Linked DNA regions of Oryctolagus cuniculus: region 2 is linked to region 1. The links are chromatin contacts, called in public Hi-C maps. All regions are on one chromosome and are shown on one strand. Each heading gives the region's core, a stretch centred on a gene start, on an enhancer-like site or on the middle of the called end of the contact. The rest is flanking DNA. Distances are from core to core; before and after follow the strand shown.

What was found. A called contact is a pair of places that touch in the nucleus more often than the background predicts.
Region 2: a contact with region 1 is called in a Hi-C map of psoas muscle, with 4 times the contacts expected there. The contact joins two enhancer-like sites. A contact is called at or near these places in 2 of 6 Hi-C or Micro-C datasets (psoas muscle and an unstated tissue).

Annotation. Positions count from the first base shown.
Region 1 is chr13:67,000,764-67,006,523 of mOryCun1.1, reverse strand. No RefSeq gene overlaps it. Among named protein-coding and RNA genes, the nearest start is that of ANKRD16, 120 kb to the right of the region's middle. Within about 2 kb of position 3,668, at least 7 of the 8 cell types and tissues checked have an H3K27ac peak or open chromatin away from gene starts, as enhancers often do.
Region 2 is chr13:67,538,930-67,544,965 of mOryCun1.1, reverse strand. No RefSeq gene overlaps it. Among named protein-coding and RNA genes, the nearest start is that of COQ8A, 10 kb to the right of the region's middle. Within about 2 kb of position 2,240, at least 5 of the 8 cell types and tissues checked have an H3K27ac peak or open chromatin away from gene starts, as enhancers often do.

The DNA.
Region 1 (5,760 bases), core at 2,419-4,918:
AAATTCCTCGTGACAGTCATTCTTGATTTTGTCCTCCAGCATCCTGACACCTGTCATATATGGGTTACAATGCTCTGTCAACAGGAGATGGGAGGCACCAGTGCTAAGAACACCACAGAGGAGAGGGGCGTATCCAGCCAGTGAGGAGGGTTTATAAGCTCAATGTGGGAAAGGCACTTGTGCTGGCAGAGTCCATCATGCCTCCCAGATGTCCAAGGCAGTACAAGGGCCCTTGTATATCTGCTGCATGCCATTCACATGGTCTTTATGACATTGTGACATTTTTTAAATTATTTATTTATTTGAAACTCAGAGTGAGAGAGAGAGAGAGAGAGAGTTGTCTGGGCTTGCTCCTGGTACCTGAAAGTAGAGGCCAGGGAGAGAAGCAGGATGGTGAGTGTGGGCAATGGAGGAAGGCCAACTGTGCAAGGCCAGACCCACAGCATGAGTAGTTATTATCAGGCAATGACTCCTGGCCACCAGATACTCCGACTAGAGGGCCATTTATTTATTTATTTATTTGAAAGAGCTACACAGAGAAAGAGAGGCAGAGGAGAGAGAGAGAGAGAGAGAGAGAGAGAGAGAGAGAGAGAGTCTTATATCCACTGGTTCACTCCCCGGATGGCTGCAACATTCAGAGCTGCGCCAATCCGAAGCCTGGAGCTAGGAGCTTCCTCTGGGTCTCCCATGTGGGTGCAGGGGCCCAAGGACTTGGGCCATCTTCTGCTGCTTTCCTAGGACATAGTAGACAGCTGGATCAGAAGTGGAACAGCTGGACTCAAACCAGCACCCATATGGGATGCTGGCACTGCAGGCAGTGGCTTTACCCACTAAGCCACAGCACCGGATCCATAGAGGGCCATTTTCACACAGCACCTGCCACCCTGAACTAACCACCATGGTGGTTGTTCTTTTAATTTATAGAATTTTTCTTTTATAAATATGCTAAAATAATACAGTAGACCCACTGTATGAATGAATTCTTCAGCTCTGGATTGAACCAACTGCAGATGAAAAATATGACAGTGTAGTTTGACCCCTGATGGTTGTCTATATGCAGAAATGGTTTCTCTGTGTTTTTTTTTTTTTTTTTTTTTTGACTGGCAGAGTGGATAGTGAGAGAGACAGAGAGAAAGGTCTTCCTTTTTCCATTGGTTCACCACCCAGTGGCTGCTGCGGCCGGCGCACTGCAACCGGCGCACCGCGCTGATCCAAAGCCAGGAGTCAGGTGCTTCTCCTGGTCTCCCATGCGGGTGCAGGGCCCAAGCACTTGGGCCATCCTCCACTGCCTTCCTGGGCCACAGCAGAGAGCTGGACTGGAAGAGGAGTGACTGGGACAGAATCTGGCGCCCCATCTAGGACTAGAACCTGGTGTGCTGGTGCCACAGGTGGAGAATTAGCCTATTGAGCCGCGGTGCTGGCCTCTCTCTCTTTTTTTTTTTTTTAAATTATTTATTTATTTGAAACTCACAGTTAGAGAGAGAGAGAGAGAGAGAAAGAGACACACAGAGATCTTCCACCTGCTGGTTTACTGCCCAGTCATCACAATGGCTAAGACAGAGCCAGGTTGAAGCCAAGGGCCAGGAGCTTCACCTGGGTCTCCCACATGGATGACAGGGGCCCAAGTACCCAAGTGTGTGCTTGAAAGAGCTCACAATCCCTGTAGAGAAGGCCAGGGTGTTGGTGAGGATGGTGATTGAGCTGGCCACAGCTACCATGAAAAAGACTTTAGACATTAACTCTCATGCTATCCATGAAGCTTATCTCTGTCAAGCAGACAGCCTGATGAACATGTTATTGACCCTAATGACAGTAAAATAGAAAAAGAGACCCCATACATATATTAACAGCTGTTACAATTAAGGTTGATTCTATGCATCTTCTTTTCCTAACTCTTACGGCATTATTTATTTTGCTCAACCTTTGCTTTGTTAATTTCTTCTCTGTTTTTCCCTCCTCTGGGTGCCTCTGAGCTCATAACAGAATTTATCACTTGTTCCTCTTTAATAAGTCTTTGCACATAGCTTGGTACACTCTGCTTCTCGTCTTCCTTTAGATTATTACAATGATGACACCAAGAAACCTGGATGAATGTTAATTGAGGCAGTATTAGCAATGTATCCTTAATTTCTTTTTTTAAAATATTTTTTATTTATTTGACAGGTAAGAGTTACATACAGTGAGAGGGAGAGACAGAGAGAAAGGTCTTCCTTCCGTTGGTTCATCCCCCAAATGGCTGCTATGGTCGGAGCTATGCCGATCCGAAGCAAGGAGCCAGGTGCTTCTTCCCGGTCTCCCATGCGGGTGCAGGGCCCAAGCACTTGGGCCATCCTCCACTGCCTTCCCGGGCCACAGCAGAGAGCTGGACTGGAAGAGGAGCAACCAGGACTAGAACCCAGTGCCCATATGGGACTCCGGCGCTGAAGGCAGAGGATTAGCCAAGTGAGCCACGGCGCCGGCCCCATCCTTAATTTCTTTAGAGTACTTGAAAGAGTGTATTTTCTCAGAAGCCACTTAATATGAATGAACAAATACACCCAGCCAACATTCTGTTTCTTACAATACAGTCCAGACTTTGGCACTTCACCTTTAGCATCTGGCTATCTATGTGGTGTAATATAAGAGGTACCACAAAGTATTTGGGGAGTGAACCAGCATACAGGAATACTCTCTCACTCTCTCCCTCTCCCATTTCCTCTCCCCCTTGCTCTAAAACAAATGAAGAAAAAATTAAAAATAAGAATTAACAGCATTTAGATAGACTGATTCAATGGGTTCTCAGTTGAACTGATTTTCTTTACCCTGTTACAATCAAAGTTTCACTAAAAACTCTTCTTAATGTAGCATGCTGATTGCAAATTCATTTCCAGTAATGTACATGTAAACACTGCCAAGAGCACACTGAGGGGGAAAAAACACAGTAAGAAGGGAGAAAAGGACTTTGGAACTGTAATGGGTATCACAATACTGTGTATGTTATATGTAAAGAAGTCAGAGTAATGGAGTACTGGTGAACGAGGCAGAAAATGCAATGAGACACAATGAAACACAGACCAGAACAAAACTGAGAATAAGGTTAAATGAAGTGTCATTTTAACCTAGTGCTAAATAATGAAATGTTTAGGACAAGTGAACAGCTAGAAAGTTCTTAAATGTTATACCATACTACGAAATAAACCAAGCACTGATTAAACATTCAAATGGGGGAAATAAGTGTTTTTTTTTTTGTTTTGTTTTGTTTTGTTTTGTTTTTTTAAGTAAAGCAAAAGTCAATGTAAACTAAACCGAAGGACGGGGGTAGGAGTCCTGCAGAAGTGAGTTTTCATTTCTTCTGGAAAATGGGCATTGATTTCGCTAAGTGTGCAGTTTATAGCACCGATGGCCATGATCTCTGCAGTCATGGAAACAGCATTGTGTGTCTGCATCTGCTAAATTCCCATGGAGAGCAACCGGGACCCAGAGGGCAGAGAAATAAGATTAGATTTTCAGAGGAGTTTGAGGCCTTCAGAATACTCTCACAGCAAAGTCCGCTTTCCTCCAGATAGGCGTCTGTCTCGCCAAACGTCCTCTAAGCTCAGCCAAGACACACTGAACCGTCCGCCGCCAGGATTTGGGAGGCGCGGGTCTTGCGCATGCGCGCTGGCCGTGATGGGCCTCAGTGCGCGTGCTCAGGGGCGCGCCCCGCCCGCTGCGTTCCCGGGTCTCCCGGGCGGTGGTTGCCCGCTGCGGCGCTGGTAACCGCGGGGCTGCGCTGTGGAGCCGTGGTGTGGCCAGATCGATTTGTTTTGATATTTTGGACTAAGGGAGGCGGCGAAAGGCCGCCCTCTGCCTGGAGCGTGGAAACAATTTGTTCTTGGACAACCAAGAAGAAACAGGGACTGCTGAAGTCCCGGTTCGAGTCCCGCACTCGGGACAAGAACCTCGGGGAGATCCACAAACTGACCGTCGAAGGGGGACACATTGACAATTATGTACCTCCTGGCGATGCAGCCAAGCCGACTGCACGACAGAGATGGGAACAACAGGTACCGGCGCCGCAGGCCAGCGGAGAGGGCGGGCGGACGAGGCGGGGCCCGGGTGCGAGAAGCGGTCCGGTCCCGGGCGCTCCAGTGGCCACGGTCGCCCGCCTAGCATCCGCCGCGAGCTCCTCAGCGCCTGGGACAGGGGCCCCTGAGCGCCCCGCCGGCTCAGTGAGCAGAGGACTCGAACCAACTTCAGCTGGTGTCGGAGCTACTGGTCCCTCGGAGACCCCTAATTCACCACTGAAAGTGACATACACGACAGAAAGCGGTTTGTGCAGCCGTTTGTGTTCCATGTACACGTGTTCCAAACCGTGCTGTTGTGCACAGCAAAGAATTTCCGTAACCTGTCACTCCTGGCTAAAATTTTTGGAGTAAAATCCAATGTCCCTACACGCCTATGTAAAGAGGTTCTTGATGGAGAGATCTTGGATGAAAAAGCTGAAAGGAGGAAGATGGCTGTGTGTTCTTACATAGAAGAATCATTTTTGTCACAGTGTGAGCTCTTTAAGTATCAGTTTTATGGGCACCAAAGATGTGTTATCAAGGTTTTAAAATTTTTGAGTTAGACATTTCTGCCTGTCATTTACGATTATGATGTTACAAGTTTGTAACATAGTGAATAAAGGTTCTAGATATAAAAGTGTAGAATTAATTTCCAGAAATTAGAGGCCGGCGTTTTAGTGTAGTAAGTTAAGCCTGCGCTTGCAGTGGGGAATCCTATTTGGGCGCTGGCTGGAGTCCTGGCTGCTCCGCTTCCAATCCAGCTCTCTGCTAATGGCCCGGGAAGGCATCAGAAGATGGCTCAAGTGATTGGTATCCTGCACCCACGTGGGAGACCTAGAAGAACCCCTGTCTGCAGATCTGCCCAGCTCCAGCCATTGCAGCCATTTGGGGAGTGAACCAGCCAAAGGAAGCTCGCTCTCTCTCTCTCTCTCTCTCTCTCTCTCTCTCTGTAACTCTGCCTTTCAAATAAAATAAATAAATCTTTAAAACAAACAAAAAAACCACAGGAAAGCACATTTTGTTGGAAATATGTATTTTAATTTAAAACAAGATAAAAGAGTGTTACAATAAATAGAAACCTTGCCATTGTTGTCAATTTCCAAAAGAAATTAATTCATACCACATGGTTATCTCTCAGTGGCAAGGTTTTAAGAAACTTGGAAAAGAAGAGAGCAATCAGAAATTTGGAAATGAAGTAATTGAGGGAGAGCACTAAGATGGCATTTTGGTCTGTGTTTGTTTTATTTTTTAAAGATTTATGTATTTTATTTGAAAGGCAGAGGTACAGAGAGGCAGAGGCAGAGGTAGAGAGAGAGAGAGAGAGAGAGGGAGAGAGAGAGAGAGAGAGAGAATCTTCCTTCTGCTGGTTCACTCCCCAATTGGCCGCAATAGCCAGAGCTATGCCAATCTGAAGCCAGGAGCCAGGAGCTTCTTCCAGGTCTCCCATGTGGGTGCAGGGGTCCAAGGACTTGGGCCATCTTCTACTGCTTTCCCAGGTCATAGCAGAGAACTGGGTTGGAAGTGGAGCAGCCGAGACTTGAACTGGCACCCATATGGGATGCCGGCACTGCACACAGTAGCTTTACCCACTATGCCATAGTGCTGGCCCCCAGGAGTTCTTTTAATAATTTAGATTTCACAGTCTTATGAACTGAATACCCATTTGATGAATATCTGTCAAACTTAAATACAAATGAATTGTTAGAAAGTTATTATTTATTCAGTGCTTTTTAAA
Region 2 (6,036 bases), core at 991-3,490, 540 kb before region 1:
GGGAGCAAGGCCCTCCCCTGCTCTTTTGCTGAAAGTTCACATAAGGAAAACTGACTTTATCTCGTTTGGCTGACTAGTGGGAAGTTTATCAGGTCCTCGCTGGGGCTCCCCCAAGTCTTTATTATTCACAGGGTCCGAATTAGAGAGTGGGGTGGGTCTGACTTTCACAGGTGAAGGTGGTGGCTCCTCAGGGAGCACAGCTCCCCTTCCATGACTCTGAGCGTGGCCAAGGCTGTTCTCTATGGGTGGTCCAGGGCCTCACCCCTACCCCCCAGGCCTGGGCTCCCAAGTCACTCATCATCCAAGGGACTCTGCCTAAGAGGTGGCTTGGGGTTTCCTCTTGTCACAGAACTGTCTTCCGTGCTTGCCTGGGCACGCAGCAGCAGGAAGTGGGGAGATGGCCCGCTCAGCTGGCCCGCCTTCTGCGGGTGTCCTCTTGTGTACACTTCCCAGGCCGCAGGCTTGCTCCTGGGGTTCTTGGGACAGCAACACCTGTCTGTATCTGGCCTTACCATAAGCCCTTCCCCATTGGCACAGAGAAAAACCCAAAGCTCAAACCCCAGTGGGACATTCGCTCTGCCTGAACATGGGGACTCCCACTTTGCAGTCTTTGGTGAGTTGCCCATTTCTCCCCCAGGGAGCCGGGCCTGTGTGTGCTCTTTTACCAGCAGTCATGTGAACTTTTATCTTCCCTGCTCATTGGCAAAATCTGTGTCCTTGGTCCAGACTCACCTTTAGCTAAAAAATCTTTTCCTTGCAGTCACTCTCGCCTTGCCTTGTTGGCCTTTCCTGACCACAGAGACAGCGGAACCGAATCTCACTCTCCATTTTGCAGCCATAACATCTCTTTTCTAAACTCTCCACCACAACCTGGCTCTCTGAACCCCGGTTCTGTACCCAGATAGACTATTTCAAAATTTTTTTGCACTAAAATTCTGTTTCTCTCGCTCTTTTTTAAAGATTTATTTGAAAGGCAAAGTTAGAGGCTGAGGCAGAGAGAGAGAGAGGTCTTCCATCCTCTGGTTCACTCCCCAGATGGCTGCAACAGCCAGAGCTGGGTTGATCCAAAGCCAGGGGCCAGGAGCCTCTTCCAGGTCTCCCATGTGTGTGCAGGGGCCCAAGCACTTGGGCCATCTTCCACTGCTTTTCCAGGCCATAGCAGAGAGCTGGATCAGAAGTGGAGCAGCCAGAACTCCAACCAACACCCATATGGGATGCTGGTACTGCAGGCGGCTCCCAAAATTCTCTTTTAATTCCACTTTTTCATGTCCTTTTTTGAAGTCCCATCTTAGCTCATAAAGAAGTGGACTGAGAGACGGACCCAGAGTTAGGCTCAGCTCATGGTTTTCAACCCTAGTTTTTTTGCTGCTTCTCTAGTTTACAAACTTTGGGACCAAATCTGGAAATTACTGCAAATGCATGTAAGTTTTTTTTTTTTTTTTAAAGTATCCAGTGATCATCCAAGGGAGAAGAAAGTAAAATATAGATTCAGCAAGTGAGGTAGATTCCCCCCACCACACACACACTAGAGAACTTTAGGACCTGAGAAGGCTCTTTGTAGTTCAGTTGCTGCTTCCTACTTCGCAGCAGATAATCAGTTATTTTCCCTCACTGAAATCAGAATCAGCCTCCTGGGGCGGGAGTGTGGGGTTTGTATGGTTGGGGGAAGGGTGAGGAGGATGGGAAACAGGGACATAAAGGGACTTCTGGAGGAAGAAAATTGTCCCATATTTTGATTGCGGTGTTGGTTCCATGATATTTTCTTTTATAAAAATGTCTGAGCTATAGACTTCAGATCAGTGCCTTCTACTGTAGATGGATTAGATCTCAGTTTATACTACAAGTTGGTGATTATGGCAGTTTGGCTGCTGTCCCTACTGTCCACATGTGACATTGTGTTGAAAAGAAATGAGCCTGAATCAGAAAAACCATACTCAACTGAGAAGGCAGGGCATGGGCTGAGGAGGGAGAGAAAGTGGCAGAGGCCTTGCTAAGGGGCCAGGCGGGCCTCTTGTGTAATATGCTGAGTCACTTCTAATTGTGCAGGCGGCTAATTACAGTAATTAGTCTTGCCTTATTTCCATAGGGTTGGGAATTTCTTTCAGTCTGTGTCTTGGCAGGGTTGGATGGGGTTTTTACTCAGTCTGGTGATTTCTTGGATTGTGGCCTGCTATGGGGTGCTTCTGTGGCTCCAGACGTGATGGGTGTCGCGTTTTCCCCGCTGAGTGCTGCGGGGTGGCAGTGACTAACCTTGGAGCCTGTGAGTCATGAGTCTCAGGTTCTGAACACCACAGGAACATTTGGGCTTTGATGGACACCGTGCTCAGCCTACCAGCTGGGCCTCGGGCCAAGATCATCACACTTTGAAAATAGACAGGGATTATTCACTGTAGCACTGCGGAAGAATAGAAACAGTGATGAGACGGGTACCTAAATTAAGGTTCGTTCACATAATACAACACTGAAAAACAGGCTAAGACGCTACCGGTGTGCTTATCTGGAAACAGCTTTGAGCCCCACTGTTAAATATCAAAGGTATAACAGAGCGCAAAGGGTGACCTTTTGTATGAAATATCAGCGTAGGTTTATTTGCTTGTGTACAAATAAAAAAACCTTTGAAAGGAGACGGGAGTCTTGATAGCAGGGTGCTTTTCCATATGGGAGGGTGTGGGTGTGTGGAACACTGTGGCTGGGCAGTGGGGAAGACTTTTCTTGCAAAACTTTTAAAAGAGATTTTAAAATAATTAATTAATTGTATTACCCAGAGAAAAGTTGAAATCAGTTACTTAACATTCTCAAAGATTTCTAAAATTAAGACACAGTTTTAGGGGAAGATGGAACCCAAGCATAAATCACCCAATTTAGCATTTATCGAGTAGTGGTTTGTGAAAGATAATGGGAAATTTGTATATTTAAAGCAGTACCAGGGGGCTGGCATTGTGGCATAGCAGGTAAAGCTGTCACCTGGGACCAGGCATCCCATCTGAGCACCAGTTCATGTCCCAGCTGCTCTGCTTCCTGTCCAGTTTCCTGCTAATGCATTATTACTTTCTCACATTCAGTGAATACAGATATTTTAAACAATTGCTTTCCTGCAATGCCAGAGCTGTCTGAGAGTCTCTGGATTGGGCACACAGGTAGCCAGGGAGAGCAGGTATCCCTGCTGTCACTCAGTTGCTCAGACATCTCCCTGCTTGGGGAGAGCGCTGCCTGTGCTGGTGATTTGGGCCGCCACACCAGCTGAACTTGTTTTTGTTCTTAGCCGTGTGTTTCGTTAATACCCCAAATGACCCAGGACTCAAAAAGAAATCCAGTGTTGGACACAGGTAGGTATGTGGAACATGGAAAATTAGAATCTTGCAAATGTGCCTCAGGATTATTTCTCCAGGTTGGAAAACTGTGACTAATTAACTTCCTATACAGAAAATTAAGCTGTTCCACTTCCAAATCGAATGTTAAAAAGAAGTGGTTAGGCCAGCACCGCAGCTCACTAGGCTAATCCTCCGTCTTGCAGCACCAGCACACTGGGTTCTAGTCCTGGTCGGGGCACTGGATTCTGTCCCGGTTGCCCCTCTTCCAGGCCAGCTCTCTGCTGTGGCCAGGGAGTGCAGTGGAGGATGGCCCAAGTACTTCTGCCCTGCACCCCATGGGAGACCAGGAGAAACACCTGGCTCCTGCCATCGGATCAGCGCGGTGCGCCGGCCGCAACGTGGCGGCCATTGGAGGGTGAACCAACGGCAAAGGAAGCCCTTTCTCTCTGTCTCTCTCTCTCACTGTCCACTCTGCCTGTCAAAAAATAAAAACAAAACAAAACAAAACAAAACAAAAAAAAAAGGAAAGAAAGAAAGAAATGGTTGAGGCCAGCGCCGTGGCTCATTAGGCTAATCCTCCGCCTGTGGCACCAGCACTCTGGGTTCTAGTCCCGGTTGGGGTGCCGGTTCTGTCCTGGTTGCTCCTCTTCTAGTCCAGCTCTCTGCTGTGGCCTGGGAAGGCAGTGGAGGATGGCCCAAGTGCTTGGGCCCTGCACCCGCGTGGGAGACCAGGAGGAAACACCTGGCTCCTGGCTTCAGATCGCCGCAGCGCACTGGCCATAACGGCCATTTGGGGGTGAACCAATGGAAGGAAGACCTTTCTCTCTCTCTCTCTCTCTCACTGTCTAACTCTGCCTGTCAAAAAAAAAAAATGGTTGGAACCAGTATACAAATAGATTTTCTAAGTTTTAGAAACAAAAGATGAATTTTTAACAGTAAGCTAGTTGACTTTTGATGTGTAAAGTATGAGAACCTCGTGTACTCCCTATCTATGGGTCAGTAACTTCAAGGTGACAGCTCTTGAAGAATGAATGTAGCTAATAAATTAGATAAAATAATAGAAAATAGAGTCCTGTCATTTGGATATTTTAAGAAATCTTACTGAACACATGATATGTATTTATCATTCATATATATCCAGCACCCATATGGGATGCCCGTGCTTCAGGCCAGGGCATTAACCCACTGTGCCACAGCGCCAGCCCCTCTAAGTTTTCCTTGACAATTGTCCAATGAATGGTCTTAAGTCAGCTGAAATACAAACAGCCTTGCAAGTGGAGTTTCCCAGGAAACTACCAGACAGGTAAAATCGTGATAGTTCTCCAAGAACGAGGCTTGTGACTTTATCATTGGATATTTATCATTCATATATATGCAAAAATAATAGCTAGAATTAGATAAATGTTCTATGTGGCAGGCACCATATTAAGTAGTTGGCATATGCTAATTTACTTCATCTTCAACAACCCTGCTACACACAGGTACTAGTATTATCCCTAGCCTACAGGGGACAAAACTGAGGCACAGAAAACCTAAGTAGCCCAGGATCACAGATTACTCTGTAAGTAACAGAGCTAGGATTCTAACTCAAACAGACTGGCTTCAGGGCCCATGCTCTTAACCATGAGGTATTTATCTACCTCTTACTATTGATCATGGACTCTTCCAGGTGCTGGGGATATAGTGGTCCCCCAAAGAAAAAATGTTTGCCCTTGTGGAATTTATAGTCCAATTGGAAGACAGATAATAGGCAAATAGATATTATGTTAGATAATAAAAATAATAGGAGGAAAAATAAAGTAAGGTGAGGGAAGAGGGAGTCCCATTTCTACAAGATAAAGAAGCAGGATGGGTCCTACACAAGTAGGATGATCAGAGAGAGGCTCATGTAGCATTGTGGGAGAAGCCTGTGTCACATGCCTGAGAGCCAGGGAGATATCTGTGGGGAGAGTATTCCAGGCAGAGGGAATGAGCAAGTACAAAGCCTCAGAGCCTGGACTGTTCTCAGCCAGAACAGAGCCACAAGGAGGCCTTTAGAGAGAGGAGAGGAGAGGGCATTGACAAGAAAATCTGAGATACAGCTGGAGGTAAGGTTGTGCTGAGTGTTGTAGGGCAGTGCACAGATTTTGGATTTTATTCTTTTTTAAAAATTATTTATTTATTTGAAAGGCAGAATTACAGAGAGAGAGGGAGAGAGACTCTTCCATCCAGTGATTCACTCCCCAAATAGCCACAATGGCCTGAACATGCCAAAGCCAGGCTCCTGAAACTCCATCTGAGTCTCCCACATGGGTGCAGGGGCCCAGGCACTTGCACCATCTTCTGCTACCTTCCAGGTGCATTAGCAGGGAGCAGGATTGGAAGTGGAGCAACTGGGACTAGAACCAGCACCTGTACAGTATGCCATACACCAGCTTAACTCTCTGCACCATGACATTGGCCCCTGGATTTTACTCTGAGAAGGGAAGCCAACAAAAGGGCTTGAATTCAACCATGGCATGATCTGTTGCTTTAAAACCAACCAGCCATCACTGTAGGGAGATGTGTGGAAACAGAAAACCAATTCATTGGCTCCTGAAACAGTTCTGGTGGTGGGGGATGGTCACTTGGCGTAGGGTGCTAGTGATGCTGAGTTATACATCGCTGACTCAGAAACTATTAGGAAAATAAGGGGCAGAACTGTGTCCGCGGATTTGATGCAAGGTATGAGAGAAACCATAAACAA